Regions from separate parts of the Mus musculus genome. Here all the other regions are linked to region 2. Evidence: chromatin contacts called from public HiCAR-type and promoter capture Hi-C data. All regions are on one chromosome and are shown on one strand. Each heading gives the region's core, a stretch centred on a gene start, on an enhancer-like site or on the middle of the called end of the contact. The rest is flanking DNA. Distances are from core to core; before and after follow the strand shown.

Region 1 (3,522 bases), core at 216-2,715, 1.1 Mb before region 2:
TTGACACAGCCTAATATCACCAGGGAACAGGAAATCTCACTTGAGGAATTGCCCAGATCACAATGGCCTGTGGCTATGTCTATAGGGAAGTGCCTTGACCAATGGCTGGTGTGGGAGGGGAGGGCCCAGCCCACTGTAGTGGTACCATCCACAGGCTGTGTACTAATGGTAGCTGAGTGAGTAATCAGATTTCCTGCCTCCAGGCTCCTGCCTCGACTTCCCTCAATGACAGACTGTGACCTGAAGTCGTCAAATGAAATAAAGCCTTTCCTCTCTATGGTCATGGTGTTTATCCCAGCAAGAGAAAGCAGGCTAAGCAAGTTGATTGAGGTGGGTCTTCCTGAGGAAACAGGCTGCCTGCTTCCCAAACACAGCAACATTGAACAGGCTCACCTCCTGCCCAAATGCATACTTCCTTAAGTGAAAAAGTCCCGAGGCTGCCACCCAACCCATCAGTGTCACCTGAGGTTCACACCATGAGGGAACTAGAGACTTTGCCCATGTCCTATAGGAGGTTGCAGAGTGGCAGATTGTAATGCTAGGCTTTAACAATATGGACAGGGGTGTAAGGTTACGCTGGCCAAAATCTGAAGGAAGAAACAGCTTGTCAACAGAAAACCAGGGCCTTATCAGTTATCTCAGCTCAAGAGAAAGGCCTGTGAACTGCTTACAAACACCGCCTGTGCCTACTAATAAACTTACTTCCCCATAAACCCGAAAGGCCAAGGAGTAAAGGTGAGGTGTCGCCTGGAGCTCATACTGACAAGTGTCGCTTGCCAGTTTTTCACCAGTCTTAAGTCACTGTAAGAGTCTAAGAGTCCCGATGCAAGGGTCCCCAGACAAGAAAGAGTGTTTCAAGCACACTTCGCCTAGGTTAAAGACCTATGCACCTAACTCCCTCTTTCCCTGAGCACAAGCCACCAGAACCGCCCAAGATTCCCATTAAATGGACCCGGCAGCGCCTAAGTTCCCGGTCTGACAAGGTAGTCCTTGCGGGTTCAAACAACCACATCTACTGCCCTACACCCGCTCTTTCTTCCCTGTTACATCCGGAATGGCACCGGATGTCGTGAGACCCTGGTCCAGAAGACCAAGGGACCGCCGTGCCGAGCAAAGCGGGCGATGGCCAGGCATGTTGGAGAGCCTTCCGCGCCACAGCGCCCTGCAAGCAAGTTCTGCGAGCCTGCGGGAGGGAGGGGGACTCTGGGCGGGGACGCGCGGGAGGAAGGAGCTCGCGGAAGAGGGGAGGGAAAGCCGCGATGGCGGCCCAAGTTACCGTTCCCACGGCGGCGGCCAGGAGCCCACGGCAGCGTCCGTCCTCCGCAAGGGTCGAGGGCAGCTTTGGGAAAACTGAAAGCAAAAGTCCCAGAGGCGGAGGGGGAGGAGCGGGCGGGCCGGACGGGGCTGTGCCTGCAGCCCGGGAAAGCTGGGGGCGAGCGGGAACGCGCGCTACGGAGCCCGCCGCGGGAGAAGCTCGCGCGGGAAGCTCGCGCGGGAAGCCCTCGCCGCCCACGTGCTGCGTCCCCCCCTCTGCGACGTTTGGGCGACCCCTGCGGCTGCAGGAACTGGGCAGATAGAGCGCTCCCTACAGAACTGGCGGGCTCTGCAAAACTGCCAGCCAGAAAAGTGACCGTGACCCCGGGCTACCTGCTGCAAATCTGTTAAGTTCTCTGAAAATATGACTGCGCGCTTGGTCCAGACCTCTGCGAAGTTGGCAAGCGTCACCGGCACGGGAGGAGAGCGGCCCTGCAAATTGGGGCTATCCCTGTCCCCTCCTCTATGCCACATATGCAAATTTCCCCGCGCTCACCAGAGAGGAGTACTAAGAGACTCTAAAACTGTAAACGTCAAAAGTTCCACTGAGAACGCATTCTACAAAACTGTCTACCCAGCAGATGGACCCAAAATTCTGACTTGCTCTCCGCGATGGGGCACCTGTCTCGTTCTGTTTTTGTTTTTTACCTTTTTCCTAACACAAGCTGCTTCTCGACCAGATACTGTGCACCACCAGTCGCTTTAGTCTGATGTCTTCCCAGACGTTGTTGGGGAGGGGGGCGAACTTTGTCTTAAACACGTTTATACCTCCCAAACCCAGCTTGCACGGATATTGCGCCAAAATCATCATCCATGTGTGCTACCTCCCGTGTCAGGCACTAGGTTTGAGGAAGCAGACAGTGAGCTAACATGGGTTCCTGTTCATGTCATCTTCGACACAGACAGACAGACAGACAGATCTGGGCTTCCATCTGTAGACGCTTCCAATTCCTCCCCTCCACCTAGAGTTCTCAGAACAGCTCATTCACTCACACTGAAGCAAGCTATGTGAGAGAACTTTGTGAAAACGCCAGAGATACTCGATTCTCAGACCTACAGGTCTCCGGAGCCATCAAGGCTATTTTATTTGCTAGCATGGTTTTTCTTGAACCCCAGAGTTTTAGCACTAACTCTAGAATCTCAGCCAGTATGGGCACTTTCAATTCTTAATATGCCTGCCCTCCTTCTTATTTAATAATGCTAGTGTCCCTGAACTGTGGAGGCAAATGTTGGGGTAAGCCATGGCTCACGCTATGGTGATTTGCTTTTTAAAACTGACAGTCCTTTGAAAAATGAAGAAATCCTATCTCCACTATAATTTATCTTTGTGTAAACCATGACTTTTTCCAGGGTAGTCCTAAAACGTGGAACATTTAACAACCAATCTCTACTTATTTGGTGGTGAGGAATGTGAGAAGCTGCCCACCTGACAGCACCAGGGTCCTGTTGCCTGGACAGTGATGTTCTATCCACAAGAAGGTTTGCCTGTGCTGTGGCATGCGTGGCGCATCCGCACACAGGAATCCATCCCTCACGCAGATGGAGAGGCAGGGCGGCACCACAGGAAACCTCTTGTCTGTTCTTGCTTGTGGGTCGGCGTGAGAACATCCACTTACTTGCTCCCAGCCTGGATCATTACAGTACCGACTCTTAAACTTCTGGAAGCACAGAAGGGAAGAGACCCATGGCAGCTTCCGCTCTGTAATATTGTACTGACACCTTAAATGCAAGTGATTTCTCTCCTGAATGTCTCTCCTAGGTCTCCCCAGCTTTGGTGTTATGGCTTAACCCCAGGGCTTTGGAGAGAAGAAGCTTCGCTAAGTTATACCCCTGTTCCCAGCCATGTGACCGCACTAAGCATATGGTCTATAGTAAGTGTGTATCGGAATCTTCCTCCTAAGACCTCCACCAGCCTTATCTATCAGGTGGTTTCCCTGGGGCTGAGCTCATAACTGCTCCTGGCCTCATCTCTCTAGACTCTGTCTCTAGCCTCCTCCGGTAGCCAGGCTTGCCAGTAAGTTTCCGTGCCTACCTACAGGGCACACCTGCCCACACCTCACCCCTGTGGGTACCAGAGCGACTGTTCTCAATCTAACAGTCCACAAACAGCTAAGGCTGTAACTACACAGGACTCTAGTATAGAGATACCCCGAGATTAGCAGAAGTGCCGTTGTCTGTACCCACAGACCCAGACCCAAACTCAGGCCC
Region 2 (3,573 bases), core at 453-2,952:
AAAGATTGGGGGAAATTCTGGACAGGGGGTGAGGAACAACTTAGACTCAAGAGAAGTTACTGCTGTCATCTTGGCCTGGGGCTGACCAGGTAAGAAAGTGAAGATACCCACAATTCTGCAGACCAATGAGAATCATCTCTTCTACACAGTATGCTCCAGAGCTGGAGTAGAGGCAAGTTCAGCAGCCCAGTGATCATTCAATTTCCCTAACGAAACTGAGCCAATAAATAAATAAAACTCACAATTTGTCTGTTACTAACTACTCAAATTAAATCTGTACTTAAAGAAAAAATCCTAAAACACTATCTTATAAGTCACAAAGTATTATATAACAATCCCTTGCTTATTCACAAAAAAAAAAAAAAAAAATCTGAGCCCTTAGAAAAGAAATGTCAAGAAAATCAGACAAGGCTCCCACCTTCCCACTGTTGACAACCTAGCATGCAGGGTAATACCTGGAGGATGCTGAATTGTAAAAGTGAGCAAAGTTGTCCTGTACGAAGTTTCATATAAAACTGGGTTATAGATACCCAAGAAAGATGAGAATCACAGAATCAGGGCAGAGGTCTGAAAAATAGGAATCCTAACAAGAGCTAAGACACAGGGCTTCACAGCTGCGTATCAGTTAATCTTCACAACCGCCCTGAGAGAGGTACGAGTCTCTCGAACCAAGAAGGAAGTTTTGAAGGATAACGAAAACTTGCCTAGGAGACAACTTCTAAGTGGCAAGGGTTAGACTTGAATTCAGGCATCCTAGCTCGTCATTCTAGTGTGCCACGAATAAGGATAACAGAATTATTGACTAAAACGACAACGCTGCTGCTGCATTTACAGATCCACAATCTTGATACTTTCACACAGTTCCTTTGAATACTCATATTTTACAAAAGATAAAAAAAGATAGAAAAAAAAAAAGAAAAGGAAAAAAGAAGAAATCAAGATGCAGAGCAATGTTTCCAAGGCTATACAAGCTTTTAAAAAGCGGTGGGGTAGGAAACAGGCGCCACCCCCCCAAAATGGTTTCCACGCAGAAGGTGCTTTGCATTTGAAGCACATTTAATGCCAATCACAACCTACTACCCAGAACGCACCCCTCCCCGGGCCGCCAGCACCACCCACAGCAGCCTCGCGCCAGCGAGCCCCGCGTGCCCAGGCGGCGTTCCGCGGCCCCCGGCTCTCCAGGCCGCCCCCGCCCGGCCGGGCAGGGTACTCACCGGGAGGGAGCCGAGGGACCCTTGCAATCTTGCTGGTGATCTCAGCAGTGAGCACTGCGAAGTCCTGCTCGTACCCTTCGAAGTCGGAAGACATGGCAGCTCGGGCACGGCCGGCCGGAGCCGGGTTCTAGCGCTCAGAGCGGGACTCGCCAAGGGCGCCCGGCCTCGGCGCAGGGACCCTGTGAAGAAGTCTCCACAGCACAGCGGGAACCGGGAACAACTCCCAGCCCTGCCGCTTCCTGGTTGCTCTACGCAGTCCTTGTCCTCCGGAAACTGCGCTGCCTGCGCCTTTTCCTTTCCACCCAAATCTTCGAACGTAAAACTAAAGAAAAAGTTCACTTTCGGTGACCCCTAAAAAAAAAAAAAGACTACGAAAGCCCACATGCTCTCGGGTATCACAGAATACACGTCCCCCACACTGCAGCTCCAGAGAAACGGCTGGAGCGCCCCCAAACTCTAAGTTGCAGGCGCGGGCTTTCCGAGGGAAGATTGACGCCGCGCACCGACCGGAAGTGGCTGTGGCGGAGCTTGCGCCGAGGACCCGAGCGGGAGGCTCACGGCGGCCGCGTGAACCAGAGACGCGCGGGTCCGAGTTCCCCGCGCAGGTCTCGCCGTCAGGGTTCGCATTCGGCTTGCTCAGACTGAAGCGCTCATGACAGAGCTATAAGGAGGAGAAAATCTGTTCCGCTGAGCCCGGGCCGTCCCGGAAATGCGATGGCTGTGGAGCGGGCACCGGAGACCAGACTGAGGTGGGAGTCACCGCAGGGGGTGCAACCCGCTTACGAGGCGGTCTTCGCCTCGACCTAGTCGACCCAGCATCTCCAAAATATCGAGCCCAGACCTCGCTTAATAAGACGTTTGTCCTGTGAGTGAAGATCCCAGAGCATCCCGCACCACTACATGGGCGGGAAACTGAGGCAGGCACCGACCGGGCTGGCGCATCTGCTCCGTGGGAATCCGTTACGCATACGTCATACCCATGTGTCATAGGTCTTTTCCCGGCTCATTTCACTCCATTCAGAACTCAGGTCTACAACTATTCCCCGTGCGTGCCTTCTTCCCTTCTCCCTCGGCCCCGGAGGGAATTATCCCCCCCCCCCCGCCCGCTTAAATCCACTCTGTGCTCGTTCTCGTGCACTGCTTCAGTTGTGATTTTTCGCGCACACACATGCGGCCTTCTCGTTTTAATCTCACCCTTCTTCCTGTACCTTTAACCCCGATCGATTGCTAATGTTGGCGCTTGGGAGAACAAGTGCCCAGTTATTAATACACAAAGTATTATATGCGTAGAGCATGTCACAGTTAATTCACAACTCGTTGGGAGGCAGTTTAGAACGTCCTAAAAAAGAAGTTTGGTGCTTCTATTCTGGACTTAGCTGTTACTTGTGACCTTGGTCGGTCGATATAATCACAGTCTCTCTAAGCCAGTTTCTGTTCTAGGAAGAATTAGATACGTGATAATTAGATAAGACCCTGCTTCTCAGCTCCCTAAGTCTTTGTTCTCTCTAACGATCCACTAAGCTAGGAGTAGTCGATCCTTTCTGGCACTTTGAACAGAAGAGGAAAACTGTTTAATATGTCCGGTTTTCGTGCACTTCAAGCTCGGACTGTATTCTGGATAGGTCCAAAGTAATTATTTTTGTTCTCGATAAGAGGTGAACTCCACACTAGTGTGCTTTCGAGGTGCTGAGTCAAGTGCTCCTTGGAGTTAAATATTAAATAAATGGCATATGGACTTTCTAAACGGAGTTTTCCCATCTTGTTTTCTTTAGGCTGTGTTTCAAATCAACCTATATTCTCCTGTGAGATACAGAGTTCTGGAGGCCACAACTGAAAATGACATACCCCACCTCAGTGACCCTTCAGCCAAAGGCATGACAGCTCAGGCACACACATGGACTTGTTGCACACAGAAATGTGTGCACAGGAAAAGGAGATCTCTAGTTCTTTAGAAGAAAGAAGTCATTCTTCACCAAGATGGGCATATTCTGCTCAGTAATCAAGTTTGAAAATCTTCAAGACTTAAGGAGACTGTGTCATTGGGGTCCCATCATAGCCCTGGGTGTTATAGCAATATGTTCCACAATGGCCATGATCGACTCTGTCTTGTGGTATTGGCCCTTACATACAACTGGAGGAAGTGTGAACTTCATCATGTTGATAAATTGGACCGTCATGATTCTTTATAATTACTTCAATGCCATGTTTGCTGGTCCTGGCTTCGTCCCTCGGGGGTGGAAACCGGTAAGAAAAAGATCCATTTGACAATGACCTTTGCATAATTTTTTTATGTTTAGTTTGCCATTATGATAACGTTTTGGTTTTTACCTAATCAGCCTCTGTCCTAGGTGACACTGGT
Region 3 (3,603 bases), core at 644-3,143, 1.5 Mb after region 2:
AGAAATACTCACCCACCCTCTACTCTCCACCCCACCCCCTTACACACACACACACACACACACACACACACACACACACACACACACCCTGGATGGATCTGTTTCCATCTGGCAGAAAGGCCATGGCTTAGCCCATTTTAGGCTCCTTAGTTCATGATGTCACAGCCCTGAGCATAGACACAACCTCACCTCCAGTAGGGTGTTTCTGGGATAAGTCCTGCTCCACTATCAGACCCTGGAGAAAAGTGGGTCTGAGATAGTTAGAAGGGAAGCAAGCCCTTTACAAAGCCATCTCCCTCCCCGTGTGTCATTCTCTCTCCACCACCCCGTTCCGTACCTCCCCCCCCCTCCCGCCGCATCTCTCCTTCCCCCCTCGCCCCCGCATCGCAGAAATAATTGCCAAGGGTTTCCACCATTCAGGAAAGGGTGGCAGACCATCAAAAAGAACCCAAGCTTTTTTGTAGTAAAAACTCAACCTGATCTTAGTTGCCCATGCCTAGGTGGGACCCCACAGTGCAGAGAAATCAAGTCGAGGTTATTCCCGGAACACAGGGGGCGCCTGCTGGATTTCTTCTACACTATTTGCTTTAACATTCTAGCCAGGCCTTCGGAGGCTTGCTTCTATTAGTACTTAACTTTCTGTCTTGGCCTTAAGTAACTCCCATCTATCTGTTCCAGCCTGCACATACCCACATGTCCTGAGGGACGCGGTGGTCCAGTCCACCCTACCACCCATGAGGGAGAGGAAGGTAGCCACCCTCAGCCAACACACCTCGGCAAGCCTGGCTTTGGAGGTCGCTTTCAGTAGGTGGGCTGGCTTTTCCTTCCAGGGGGCTGGCTTCATGAGACCCATCTTCTGGGGACCCCCTGGCCTTGCAGTCATCGAGAAAAGGGCTGGACTGCCGGGCCCGCTCATCTGCTGGCTGGGGGGAGGACATTTGCTGCACTGCAGGGGCCAGACTCACATCTGAGTCCTCCTCTCCTCTTGCCTCCTTCTCGTAGCAATTTGAGACCTCCAGTGAGAGGCCTGTCTCGCTTTCAGCTGGCTTCCGCTCAGCATCCAGATTTAGGCCAGGCATCTCCAGGTCCGTGTCATTGGGACAGCTTGCGGAAGTAGACGGCACTTGTCCGGGCAGCTTCAGGCTGAGTTCTGCGTCTCCGTTCCCTAGGGTCTCTCCCTGCTTGGTGAAATCTTTGGCCAAGTCCAAACCTAAGGTGGCCGTTACACAGGTACATATTTTAGGGAGGGTTTTGTCTTTCTGGTCAATAGGCACAATTTCTTCCAGCTCTGGTAAGTCTGGTTCCATGATGAAATCTTCCTCGCCTACTTCGTCCACTGTGACCAACTCCTCCATGTTGGTGGGGTACCAGTTGTCCCCCTCGGGTTCACTCCCACTGTCACAGTCTTGTCCCTGTATGAGGATGTAGAACAGGTGTCATATGGTGGCTTAGAATACTCAAACGTCAGCCATACGCATTGGCTATAGGAGCCTTCATGTCGGAAAGACCTTGAGCGCTTCTCCTGCTCCTTGGGTTCTTAGGGGATGTGAGCCCCTCAAGCCTCACTTATTCAGTCGCCCCCCAAGTGGCACAGGCTTCACAACAAGCCCTTGCTGCTTGATTTGCCACGTTTTGAATGACACAAAGAATCCTTAACTTTGCTATATAGTAGCTATTTGTGACTATCTCTGAATGAATGGATACATTACAAATGGACGTCACTAAAGGTGGCTGGAGAGAATCCACTCACAAACTTCCTCCAGACTCCCTCTCTCAGCAAAGGTGCAACTTCCGCCCACACTCTGCCTCCGGTATTTTTCCCTTGGTGTTCCCAGCAGCCCTAGGGCTTGGCACACAGATTCGGAAGATTAGTGTCCCCTGACCGGAAAGGCATGAAGCTGGCGATCATCCAAGGACATTTCGTTTGCCCGTGGAAGCCCAGCCCAGGAGGACAGTAACTGGATTTTGATTTTTAACTAAGTACAAATAATCTTTCTAAAACACACAGAGTATGTCTCATTAATCTCAGGGTCTTGGGCCTGCTGAGGTCAGGGCTTCAAGTTGACTGCTTGTGTCGTGGACCCACTAAGGGACCTGCCTATTTTGGGAGCCTGGCTCTGAAGTCTGAGTCTTTCTTGGGCATATGTTTTCTTTTAGCAGCACAGCCAAGTTGCAGGAGAGGGGGGCGGAGCCCGGGCGTGCAGCTAAAGATCTCCCCAGAGGAGACATCGAAAGACTTCCACAGAGCTGTTTCTCCAGAGAGCACTGGGGCCATTGGTACAAGTGCTTGTGAAGACACGAACACATCCCATACGGCCGCTGTCAGGCAAAACCGACCCGGTGACAGAGTCTCTGATGCTAATATATGACACCACCACCAAGATGGGGGTGCAAACTCACCTTCTTTGTCCTTGTGTTTTCTGGATCACAGGACTCTGTCCCTTCCTGCTGTATGCCCACCATGCCTTCCTGTTCCTCAGCTCCAGCCTTACAGGGGAAGAACAGACCAAACAAGACTAAGAGTAGGCAGAGGCAGAAGAGGGGACACAGAGAGAAGTAGAGAGATCCGCACGCTCCTCCCCCGACTCCCTCACAGCGGAGGGGAGGCCACTGCTTCGGGAACTGAGGCTCAGAAAGAAACATGCTCACTCACACTGACAGAAAAAACATTTTGGGGGCTGGTGAGATGGCTCAGTGTGTAAGAGCACCCGACTGCTCTTCCGAAGGTCCGGAGTTCAAATCCCAGCAACCACATGGCGGCTCACAACCATCTGTAACAAGATCTGACGCCCTCTTCTGGAGTGTCTGAAGACAGCTACAGTGTACTTACATATAATAAATAAATAAATCTTAAAAAAAATTTTTTTTTGAAAGTAGGTCTTGTAGTTTTTCAGGGGACAGAGACCCCTGGTGATCTGAGTGTCTGCAGCAAAGGATGAACATTAAAAAAAAGCAAAAGTGACTTGAGTGGGGAAAGCTCGGGGAGGGGAGTGGCCACTGTGGGGCATCTCCTCCTAAAGACATCATTTCCATTAACACACACATGTGTACACACAGAGAGACACTGTGCACAGGCACACATGTACACATACACACATGCACACACATACACACACACACACACACACACACACACACACACACACACGGGCGTGAGTACAGGTACCCATAGAAGCCAAAGGCTTCAGATCTCACGCAGCCGCAGTTATAAGCACTTGAGATCTGGGAACCAAACTAGGGTTCTCCGAAAGAGCAGCGCACACCCTTCACCACTGACCCCTTTCAGCCCTGCAAAGGTACATTTTAGATAATTATGTTAGTACCTACATAAAGTCCACAACTTTGCCTCGTGGCCTTCTTTGACTAAAATAAGATCTTTTGTAGAAGGCTTTGGAGCTGGAGAGATGACTCAACAGTTAAGAGCACTGGCTGTACTTCCAGAGGGCCCAGGTTTAATTCCCAGCACCCACACAGTGTCTCACAACCATCTATATCTCCAAGTCCTGGGAATGTGACACTTTCTTCTGTCCTCTGCAGACAGTAAGCATGGAAGTGATGCACAGACATATGTGTAGGCAAAACACCCACACATAACAAACAAAC

Evidence for each region. HiCAR-type assays count read pairs that join an accessible place to other places. Capture Hi-C pulls out chosen DNA fragments and counts their contacts.
Region 1: a contact with region 2 is called in a promoter capture Hi-C map of adipose tissue. The contact joins the promoter of Casp7 here to the promoter of Vti1a in region 2. A contact is called at or near these places in 4 of 39 promoter capture datasets (the 3T3-L1 cell line, the C10 cell line, embryonic stem cells and 1 more), 1 of 484 Hi-C or Micro-C datasets (regulatory T cells) and 2 of 9 other capture datasets (adipose tissue and liver).
Region 3: a HiCAR-type map of astrocytes shows a contact between it and region 2, with 2.9 times the contacts expected there. The contact joins the enhancer-like site here to the promoter of Vti1a in region 2. A contact is called at or near these places in 1 of 39 promoter capture datasets (embryonic stem cells), 1 of 484 Hi-C or Micro-C datasets (B cells), 1 of 115 datasets of contacts at active chromatin or transcription factors (astrocytes) and 1 of 9 other capture datasets (embryonic stem cells).

What each region holds. Positions count from the first base shown.
Region 1 is chr19:56,395,072-56,398,593 of GRCm38.p6, reverse strand. Casp7 (caspase 7) reads right to left here and starts at 1,465. Exons shown (of 7, transcript NM_007611.2): 1 at 1,277-1,465.
Region 2 is chr19:55,314,186-55,317,758 of GRCm38.p6, reverse strand. Vti1a (vesicle transport through interaction with t-SNAREs 1A) reads right to left here and starts at 1,702. Exons shown (of 8, transcript NM_016862.4): 1 at 1,215-1,702. The coding sequence starts at 1,308. It overlaps Zdhhc6 (zinc finger, DHHC domain containing 6), which reads left to right and starts at 1,723. Exons shown (of 11, transcript NM_025883.4): 1 at 1,723-1,963; 2 at 2,987-3,458. The coding sequence starts at 3,192.
Region 3 is chr19:53,848,986-53,852,588 of GRCm38.p6, reverse strand. Rbm20 (RNA binding motif protein 20) reads right to left here. Exons shown (of 14, transcript NM_001170847.1): 10 at 2,401-2,487; 11 at 773-1,412. Among named protein-coding and RNA genes, the nearest start is that of Gm41863, 9.6 kb to the left of the region's middle. Within about 2 kb of position 1,893, at least 91 of the 459 cell types and tissues checked have an H3K27ac peak or open chromatin away from gene starts, as enhancers often do. A contact at or near this core is called in astrocytes, where this site is marked.